2 separate regions of the Mus musculus genome follow, and region 1 is linked to region 2. Evidence: chromatin contacts called from public HiChIP or PLAC-seq data. All regions are on one chromosome and are shown on one strand. Each heading gives the region's core, a stretch centred on a gene start, on an enhancer-like site or on the middle of the called end of the contact. The rest is flanking DNA. Distances are from core to core; before and after follow the strand shown. Region 1 holds the start of Tecrl (trans-2,3-enoyl-CoA reductase-like). Region 2 holds the start of Adgrl3 (adhesion G protein-coupled receptor L3).

Region 1 (5,497 bases), core at 87-2,586, 2.3 Mb after region 2:
TGACCTGCACTAAAATATAGCATTTTAATGTTTTTTAACCTAAAAGTAAATCATTATGTTTAAGTTGTAAATTACTGCCATTACAGTTAGTAAATTTGAACATATATAATGTTTTTGACAGTTATGAAGAGCAGTGAACAGTACTATTACCTAGCAATCCACCTGCAGTATGCTTACATAGAATAAGTGATTGGATATTTTGTTTATACAAAAAACATTCAATAGTGTTTCTATAAAACAAAATACATAACTTTTTTGAAAATATCAATGCTGTAATGAATTGAAGTTGCTGCCTTTTCAAATAGATGAAAAACATTTTGGTGTATGATACATGCCCTTAAATCTTCAATAAACACATTTTCATACTTCATTTTTTTTCTGATCTAAGATATACAGATTACAGCATTCTTCTTGAAACATCTGTGCCTACAGATGCAGAAAGAGGGGACATTTAAAAAGCTGTATTCTTTAAGACTTTAAAGACTGCTCTTTAAAAAGGTAAAAGCTTTAGAAAAGTAAACAACAAAAACAATATACTAAAATATATTAAACGTTTACAATCTGGACACATACTAAATACTTTTAACTTTTATTGCTTTTATTTTCTATTTTCTACAAGCACTTGTAAAATGGTGTACATTTTATTGCTATAAAAGCATGAAAAGAAAAAATTTTGATGCAATCTGTGTTTTATTATAAATGTTTTTACTTAGGGATTATAGGCAATACAGCAGAAATTGAAATGATTATTTATGGTAAATATGAAAATGAAGCAAAAGTATATAAGGCAACTTCTTCACTCAAGAACTAAGTTTGATGATTAGTAATGCATTTAGCAAAGTCCTGTCATTTAATTTTGAAGTTAGTAATTTTGAGCCTAACATGAAACATTTAAGAAGATAAATAAAGCTTACCTTATCCACAATACATATTTGTTTTCTTGTATGAGCATCCAGTATTTCGATCTCAAAGTGAGTCGTTTTTGAATGTTTGACTGCTGTAGTAGTTTTGAGCGGGCCTGCTGAGAGTACAAGTTGTGACAAAGAGTGGAAATTTCTCGCATTATTCTTCATTGTGGACTGTGGCAGTCCCTGGAATAACAATTCCCTCTTGCGTTCCAGGGACTTGTGCCTTTTGAACATTGTGTGAACTAGCAGGGGAATCTGGCATGTAAACAGGAGATACTTGCAAGAGTACTCCCTTTGTGCCTGTTAAACACTGCTGTGGACGCCCTGGAGGTCAAGTGGCATGCCATTCCAGCGGTCTAGTTTTATTTAGCAGGCTGGGAAACAATGACCGATCTGATTTCTATATATAACACTATTGAGAACTGCTGCAGAGTAGTACATTGCCTTCTGCATTTGAATTATTTCTTGCTTTCTCTTTTTATCTCTGTTACTTATGAGTACTCTTATCTGAAATTCCAAAGCAGAAAAGAACAGAGTGCTTTTATTATCTCCCAGTTCCGGATACAGTAATCTTCAAACCTATTACACACTGGTTCTCATTCATACATAATATACTCCAGCAGGGTGACACCATATAGGGTGAATCATAACGCTGCAAAATATTATATAAGACAGTTAAATTGAGTCTATAGTTAAAGTCATAAGATACACATAAAGTCAGCTATAGGATGAGTTTCATTTAGTGACAGAATTAGAAACTTAGCCCAGAATGAGAAAGATTGAACGTTCATAGAGAAAAAACCTGGCAGGCAGCATATATTGTAACCATGTAACCACATAAAAGGCAAACTGGAATACATTTGAAAAATACTCTTTAAAAATGTAAACATTATATAGCATATAATATATATATATATATATATATATATATAAACACATATATACTCATATGTATAAGGTATATGGATCTATCTATCTATCTATCTATCTCTATATATATCTAATTATAAGATATATAAAGAAACACAGATATATATGTATATATATATGTATATATAATTATATATACCTATGTAGGTCTATTTCTCTCACACTCTCTCCATATATATATACACACACATATGTGTGTGTGCATAGATAGATAGATAGATAGATAGATAGATAGATAGATAGATAGATAGAGAGAGATAGAGAGAGAGATAGAGAGACAGACAGACAGACAGACAGACAGACAGATAGATAGATAGATAGATAGACAGATAGAGAGATAGATAGAGAAAATTCTGTGTTTACCCTGAATTATTGTTTGAACAAAAAACTCAGAAATTTGACTAACAAGACATTATCAATGATAATTATCAGTTTGGAAAGGAAATTAAATTAGAAGAAACTTCACAAACAGTAAATTTTAAAACTATTCACGATAAACTCAAGCCAGAGAGAAGACCCCGTGAGTAAAGGACCTTACAAGCAAGTCTGATGAGCTGATTAGGGCTCCGGGTTCCACAAGGTGAACTGAGTAAACTAAGCTTGCAAATTGTCCTCTGACAACCATAGGCATCTCAACACCCAACACACACACACACACACACACACACACACACACACACACACACACACCCACACACCCAACACACACACACACACACACACACACCCAACACACACACACACACACACACACACACCCAACACACACACACACATACACACACACACACACACACACACACACACACACAGACAAACTGTAATTTGTTTTTTGTTTTTGTTTTTTTTTTGTTTTTTTTTTTGAGACAGGGTTTCTCTGTGTAGCCCTGTCTGTCCTGGAACTCACATTGTAGACTAGGATGGCCTTGAACTCAGAAATCTGCCTGCCTCTGCCTCCTGAGTGCTGGGATTAAAGGCGTGCGCCACCATGCCCGGCCACAAACTATAATTTAAAGATTACAAAAACCACAATACACTCATCTCAAAGTTTGTGTAAAATGATCTCAAAAATGTAAAATATGACATAACCCACTCAGCAATATATTATCTATAATATCAATAATGATTAAAGAAAGGGAAAATGATAGGGAAAGTTATAGCTTAAATCTTGAAAATTTTATATATTAATCTGTGATAATTACTTGTTTAAAATATGAGAAAATAAAAACATTTTGCAGCTAATTTTTATCATATATGGATGAAGTAATTATTTAAAATAAAGTGCCTTTGGTTTTTCTTAGTTGATTTATAACATTGATACTTCAATTAACAATGACTCATTACATTCATAACACCAGCAAATTAATAAAATTTGCAGCCATACTGGAAACTGATAAAATAATCAGTGATGAACCAGAATCTTCATTGTAATGAAATATAGTTATAATAAAATGTAAATGAATTTTCAAAAGGAATATCATTTTTCTGGTCTCATCATTTTTTGTCTTCTTTAACAACAGCAAGAAAAAAAAACCAATTATTTCCTTACTTCAAAAACAAAATCATTTGGGTTCACTTTTTATTAATCTGTGTTTATATTTATGCATATATATATGTGCCTGCTTGTTTGCATGTACAACACGACAAGTGCCCACAGATGTCAGAAGATGTCAGAATATGGTTTGGATCTTCTGTGTGTGGAGATTTTGGCAAGTGTCAATCACTTAAGATGCTAATTAAACTAAGGTCCTCTGCCAGTGCAGGGAGTTGTCTAAACTGCCTATCTGTCTCTCCAGCACTTCATTAGTTCAGTTCATAAAATAATCAAACTTTGTAGAACAATGTTAATATATAAAAACAAATTAGCATTATTTTATAATTTTAGTTTAGCTTGTAGTTATGACGTTTGGATGTGAATGGTTATCAATATTTGTGTACACATAAGCAGAATACCACATAGGCTAGAATAAGAGACAGACCTTGAGAAGACAGAGAAATGAAGGACTGTGAACTGATAAGAGAACTCTAGTCCTCTGCAAGAACTCTGAGAAGGGAAAGACCCCCATGGGTACCAACCTGTTCTGACACATCCAATCTCAGCAGGGCTAGGCATATCCTTTCCCACTGAGGCCAGACAAGGTAGCCCAGGAAGGGGCTAAGGACCCAAGGGGAGGCAACAGAGTGAGAGTTAGGACTTGCTCCACTTGTTAGGGAACTCACCTGGAGAGCAAGTTGCATATTTGCTATGTATGTATAGGAAGCCAAGATCTAGCCCAAACCTTCCCTTTGGTATATTATAATTGAAGAACCAATTTTGTTGAGATATAATTAACAGACATTGGTGGAATATTTTCATGGTCAGGTTTTGAATTTCAAATTCTGAGATTAGAAATGTGAATAGTATCTTGCTCACCCTAGAATACTGGGATATAAAGTGGCTTGTAATTCCATACATATTTCTTATCGGCTTGAGACCTTGAGAACATTTTACTTTTTATGTCCAACATATTGTTCACAAACATTACTTTCTATTTGAACATCACTTTCTATTTGAAATTTCTGACTATATTTTCTTTACAGATTATTGCTGCTCCTATTTTGTGCAATACAAAACAGGTTTTTGTTTTTGTTTTGTTTTGTTTTGTTTTGTTTTGTTTTGTTTTTTATCTTTGTGCTTTTCTCTCCCAATCCACCAGTCCTAATCTTGTGCCACCATCTCCTGGTAGCCTCCTTATGGCTCTTCTCCCAGATAAGTCTGTTTGTTAAACCAACCCATACCTCTTTTTTTCAACACCACTTGTTCCCTGAAGTGGCTTCCCATGGTTGCACAAATTATACTTATCCTCACACCTTCAAAGTTAGAGTTACTTTAAATTCATAACATTTTAAATTCATGGTAAGGGTTAAATGTGGGTTCTAATGTTGTAATTAGTTTAATGCTGGCTTTCACATAAACATAAATGGTAGCTTTGGAGTTAGTTTAAAAACATGAAAGAAAGAAACAACAGAAAGATACTTTAGAGAATTGCAGTCCTTCTGTAATATATTTAAACCACACCAGCATTAAATGCTAGCTCATGTCATTCCACATTCCCATTAACAATTTTCATTTGTTTGGATTATAGAATCCAGACATAATAGATGTGAATTATGCTATCATATCTCATTGTTTGAGCACAAGGAATAGTTTGAAGGCACTCATGTCACATTAGCATTCACTAATGGGTTTGGTGTATACTCTTTCTTTTGTGCATTTGCACGTTGTATGATTTCTGACTACTGAGTTTTAAGTCTGAAATCTCAGATATATTTGCATACTATTTCCTAACTATGTTTTATATATCTATACTTCTGGTTAGTGGCTTAAATTGGAATTATATTATATTCTTCTTTATTGAAATGATATCAATATAAGTGAATATAGTAGATATCAAAACTGAAAGATACTGTTTGTGGTCAATTAGATAACAGTGTTCAACTAGTCAATAAAGTTATAGACAGTCAATGCTCAAGATTGATTGGCAATAGAAGAATGAGAGAAAAAAAATATAGAAAGACATATAATTTGTCACAAATCTAAATAATGTTCTGAAATAAATATTAAAAAATAACTTGGAGCAAATTCCCTGGGGTTCTGCATCAGGAGGGCTATGACTCAA
Region 2 (5,504 bases), core at 2,030-4,529:
TGTCTTCCTGCTGCCATCACTAATAGTATGTAATATCTTTGATTTACTTCATACCTTATACACTTAAAAATATTCTATTATTTTTCTAAATAAATTCACTAAGCATATGGTAAATAGGAACTGAGTTGTTTCCATCTTGCTTCCTTTACAACTAAGAGTCTCTTGTCACAGTTTGCTAGTCTAGTCTTGGTGAAGCCCTTGTTTAAGTCACAAGTGAGTCCAGATGTCAATTTGTATTTACGTATCCAAGGGCGCTTATAAATGTCCTGTATTAAGGGAATAAAAGCAGCCATACTTGAGCCTATGAAAATCTACTTGGTCAGAACTCAGCCATTAAATCTCTTTGACTTTCTATTTCCCCCACTCCCAAATGAATTACTAGATACACAAAGAGCATATAATATATAGTATATTCTTTCCCAATATAGCTTGGAACTTACCTTTAAGAGAGCTCTTATAATCTGAGAAGATATAGTGACATGCAGCTAATTATTTGAAAAGAGACCAAAATAAGCAGGACAACATAGGCATTGTGGTAGAGGTACCATCACAGTGCTGTGTGAGCTAGTTAGCTGCTTAGTCACATTTTCGTTCCCCATGACAGCATGCCTATAAAAGTAACCTCATGGGAGGGAACGTTCATTTTGGCTTACAGTTTTGGAGGCCTCAGTCTAAGCCTAATTGTCTTTGTTGTTTTGATATTTACGATACAAAACAATACCTCTGATTGTATAACAAAACAAAGCTGTTCACCTCCGTGACTGGGATACAGGGTACTTGGTGGGAAGGTCCCTGGATCCTCTACAAGGTTCCATCTTCAAGGTTCTAACATCCTTAGAGCAAGCCAACCTCTTAAAAATTCTACTACCCCACAAAATCATCAGTAGCTGGAGACCAGCCTTTAACATAAAGTCCTTTGGTGGATACTTAGGATCCAAACTGTAGCAGAGAAGATAATGGCTATGGTGTGTGTAGCATATACCATATGTTACAAAGGCTTTTTCTCACCTTGGGATAGCTAAGAAAGGGGTTCTTTAGAAAATCTGGTGGGGGGGGAGGGTAGGGGGGACTTTTGGGATAGCATTGGAAATGTAATTGAGGAAAATACGTAATAAAAAAATAAAAAGAAAAAAAAGAAAATCTGGCATGTGAGTTGAGCTTTGAAGAATGAAAGAAATTCATTCTTGTGTCAGGGATGATCAGATAATTACGATGATGGTTAGCTTTACAGATCTGCTGGGGTTGTAGTTTCCAACTTGCAAATTCCCACAGGCCAGGAGATCATTATGACACTATACTGCCTCACTATACAGCCTCATTCAACTTGGGAGACCTGAATAGGAATGTGATGTACCTGTTGGTTTCATACAATAAATCCTAGTCACTAGACTATGCTTATATAGAAACTACATCCACAGTCCTTGAAGCGATAAAATGTTATAGGAGAGAAGCGGGGGGGGGGAGGGGGGGAGGAAGGAAGGAAGAAAGAAAGACATTTTTTAACAATTTCATTTACAAAAGCATCCCAAAGAGGTACAATTAGTTGATGAAGGTCACGTGGGCAAACTTTATCACAGCAGAAGGCATGGAGATAGAACCAAGACAGTTTTCTATATCCTTCATGGTAATTTTTATTGTAGTGAAATCAAAATCATTGAGTCTCTAGGTCCTATCTTTTCGTAGAAAGGTGTGCTTTCAATTTTGCAATGAACTTGTACATTGAGGTAAGTTTCAAGAAACATAAAATGGACTCAAAGCAGGCAATGCTTTAGAAGTCAGCACCCGCATAAAGAACACGTGGAGTAATCTGCACCTGAAAAAAAAAAAAAAGACACTGGCAGAACTCCCAGCCTGGTACCTCATTCACCTAGAGCAGAAGAGTGGGGGAGGAGGAGAACGGGAGGGAGGAAGGGAGAGTGAAGAGATTGAGTGGAGAGAGGGGGGGGGGCTAGAGATGAGTGGAAATGGAGAGCAGAGAAGAGAGAGAGAGAGAGAGAGAGAGAGAGAGAGAGAGAGAGAGAGAGAGAGAGAGAGAGAGAGAGAGAGATGCTCCTATCCAGGAGAGAGATACCCTTTGTCTGACAAACCCTGCAAGGGAAGCCTCCCTTAGCCGCCCCACGGTTCCCACCTCCAAGATTCTGCGGAGCGGCTAGGTGGAGCCCGCGCCCGCGGAGCCCTCGCGGACTCCAGATCCGGGTTTTGCCGGCCGCCCCTTTCCCGGCCTTGGAGCCCCCCTCCCTGGTCCTGGGAGCTCTCTCGCCCCGTCACCCCGCCAGAGGCTCACTCGGGCCTCGGCTGCGTTGGCCGCTGCGCTCACGCTGCCTGTCTGCGGGCGCGACCGCCCCCTCCGCCCGCTCGGCCCGCAGCGCTCGCTCCAGTTCCCAGGAGCGGGGATGCAGATGGCACGGCCGGGCCAGGAGGGCGACGCCGCCACCGCTGCCGCCGCCGCCGCTGCTGGCATCTCGCGGACTGCGCGCTGCCTCCGCTCCCGCAGCTGCTACTGCTGCTGCTGCCGCCGCCACCGCCTGTGACTCGCCCCCCCCCCTCCCCTTTCTTTCTTCTCGCTCTCTCTTTTATTTATTTATTTATTTCGTTGGCCTCAGTCTTCTCCCTCCGGGTGTGCGCGCGCGGGCTGCACGGTGTGCTGGGGCAGGAGCTCGCCCCTGTGTGTGCGCGCGAGGGGAAGAGCGTGTGCGTGTCTGGAGGGCGCCCCGAGCCTCAGTGGCTCCGGTGGGGAGTCCAGAAGAGAAAAAAATAAAATTAAATAAAATTAAAAAAAAAAAAAAAAGAGGACCGAAGCCGGCGGCCGAGGAGGAGGTTGGCGGTGACGGCATCGGCTCAGACCCCGGGCCGGGCGATGAAGCTCCCGCATGCCCGAAGCTACCCGGCCTGGCCGGCGAGCTGATAGGCGACCACCGGAGCTCGGGGCTCGCCCCCCGCGGCAGGCACGCAACCCTCGGCGACCCGGCGCCCGCTCTGCCCGCGCGTCCACGCCGTGCACCCGGCAAGGAGTTTGCGCGGCTCGCGCCTGGGCTCTCGGAGCGGGTTGCGGGCGGCAGAGCGGACCCTCTGCTGCCGGAGCACCTCGGGGGCAGCAGGAGGAGGACGGCGAGGAGGACTGGGCGGAGAAGCCACTACTGGTCCTCGCCGCTGCCCCTACCTATCCCCTCCCTCTCGCTCGGAGGCGGAAAGGGGAGGACGAGGAAGAAGAAGAAAAAGAAAGAGAAGGGGGGTGGGGTGGGAGAACTGGATATAAAGATCGGCTGCGGGGGGGGGGATGGTGGAAGATTTTTGGTCTCCTCAGCAGCTGCTTTTCTTGCGGCGGCGGCGGCGGCGGCGGCTGCAGGAGGAGGGAAAGCAGCTCTGGTTATGACTGCCGCATGTTAATAGCTCCCGCTTGGGTCCACCGGCTGCAGCGAGAGACACAGCCTGACTCCGAAGTTGTGCAACTGTGCCCTGAGAGAGACATTTGAACCCTCCTTCTCTTTGCTCCGCTTTTGCCCCCCTGGGGCGTGTGAAGCGAGGAAACGTAAAGGAAGACTAGCATTGGCTTTCCCGGCTTCCCCTTTCTCCATGGCTGTGTAGAAGAAGAAAGGAAAAGAGACACTTTTTGTTGTTTCTTTGACTGGGGTCTCCACCCTCCTGTCGTCTCTGCGGTTTGATCAGTCGTTGCTTGGTGTGACTGGGGTGTCTACAGTGGGACAGGTCCATCTTTTTTCTGTTTTCTTTTTCTTTCTTCTTCTTTTTTTATTTCTTCTTTTTTTGTGTGTGTGTGTGCCCCGGGGCTCAATGGATGGATTGTGGAAAACTGCACCGGGTTGCAGGTTGTTGAGCAACTGATGGGACCATCTCAGGGACCGGCGGTTACGAAAGGTAATTTATTCTTTGCACTCTTCATAATTGTGGTCGCCCTGGTCGGGCGCAGGCGGCGGCATCCGATGGGCTGGCAACCGAGGGGGTGCGGGGTTCACGTACACTCACCCTTCCACTCACACATTCGCCTTCGCACACTCGCCCTCATGCGCACACTCATCTGATCGTGATGCGGGGCGGGAAGGGAGCCTCCTGGCTGGTGGGCGCTGGGGTTTGGCATGGGTTCGAGGTTTTATCAGCTACTGGGCGATTAGGTGCCAGAGGGAGATATAGAGGAGAAGAGAACCAGCGCACTGTCAGTCGCACACGCCGGGTGACAAGAACGAATCCCACCCCGCGCATTTTCCCTGCCCTGTCACCCCAATGCCGTCCTTTAGTAGGGGCAGAAAGCAGCCAAGGGGGCGCCTTTTCTCCGCTAGTCTGGAGCAACACTGGACGTGGGAACGGGTTGGAGGACGAACAGGGACCGGGTGAGGAGCGCAGTTCGGGGTGATGGCGAATGTGTGGTGGTGAGCCTGGTTGATCCTCCCTAGACGCCTGCCTTGGAACATCCAAGGTGGCTGAGATTGCCCAGGTCGCGCCCCTGAGAAGTGGAATCGGGTTGCCTCCAAAAATCTCTCTTGAGTATCTTCCAGCCGGGCAGTTTGATTTCGACCTGAGTGCCTAGGCTTTGTTGAGCGATTTAGCTAGAGAAAGCTGGTCAGTTTCGTGAGTGTCACGGGGTTGAGCTGTGCCAGGAGTGAGCACCCAGTGTGGAGAGGATGTTCAATGGGTCGGGCGTCCGCGGCGCCGGGGTGCGGTGGGCAGAGCAGTGGTGGCCCTGGTGGCGGGTTACAGGTAGGCGAGCTTGCACCTGGGTGCTTCTCTTGGGAGATGGGCAGTCTCTGGGCTCAAGTGGAGCGCGAGGACCAGCACTGGACAGCCTCTGGTTCTAGCCCAGAGGAGGCTGCTGGGCATGCGGGATATCCAGCAATGCAGCCCACTGTTTGGAAGGGTAGTTGACCAGTGGTCGGCGTGCGTGGTATCTGTGTGTCTAGGATCCTGTGCGCTTAGGGTGGCGGGCAGACCTGTGCAGGGATAGGAGAGCTGAAGCTACTTAGGTCAAGCTTGTTCATAGAAATCGCTTGGGATCTGCTTAGCTGGAAAAGCTGGTTTGAGAAGGCCCAGAGGGCCCCCGGTGGGGTTGCGAGGAAGCCTGGCGGCAGGTTCCCTCTCCCCTAGAGATGCGTGCAATGTTTGGAGTTGCTGGTGCAGCGCTCCACCGTATCCCAGATTGGCCTTGATTAGACCTGCTAGAGCAGTCGCCTCTCGCAGATTTGCGGTAATCAAGTATAGCCCCCACAGAATCCTTGGTCTCCGGAATGATCTGGCCACATTCCTCGCCCGAACAGAAACGTGTGTTGCTTTTATCGATAGCCAGTGAGAGAGCAGTTGGGAGAACCGGAGGCTTGGGAGCCACCTCCCGAGTGTCTCCTCCCTGAGGCTCCCATGGCCCCAGACTGCAGTAGTTAGAGAACATTGTAAACAACAGTGTAAGCATCTTTGCCACTGTCTCCCTCAGAGCCGAACCTGCTGGTGGCTGTTGTGCTTACTTTCCTGGGTGGCTTACTCATTAGGAAGTGTAAGGCTGC

Evidence for each region. HiChIP or PLAC-seq counts read pairs in DNA pulled down with a chosen protein or histone mark.
Region 1: an H3K4me3 HiChIP or PLAC-seq map of stem cell-derived neural progenitor cells shows a contact between it and region 2, with 7 times the contacts expected there. The contact joins the promoter of Tecrl here to the promoter of Adgrl3 in region 2. A contact is called at or near these places in 4 of 39 promoter capture datasets (the C10 cell line, hippocampal neurons, liver and 1 more) and 1 of 115 datasets of contacts at active chromatin or transcription factors (stem cell-derived neural progenitor cells).

What each region holds. Positions count from the first base shown.
Region 1 is chr5:83,353,859-83,359,355 of GRCm38.p6, forward strand. It overlaps Tecrl (trans-2,3-enoyl-CoA reductase-like), which reads right to left and starts at 1,337. Exons shown (of 12, transcript NM_153801.3): 1 at 915-1,337. The coding sequence starts at 1,142.
Region 2 is chr5:81,017,473-81,022,976 of GRCm38.p6, forward strand. Adgrl3 (adhesion G protein-coupled receptor L3) reads left to right here and starts at 3,280. Exons shown (of 27, transcript NM_001359828.1): 1 at 3,280-3,873.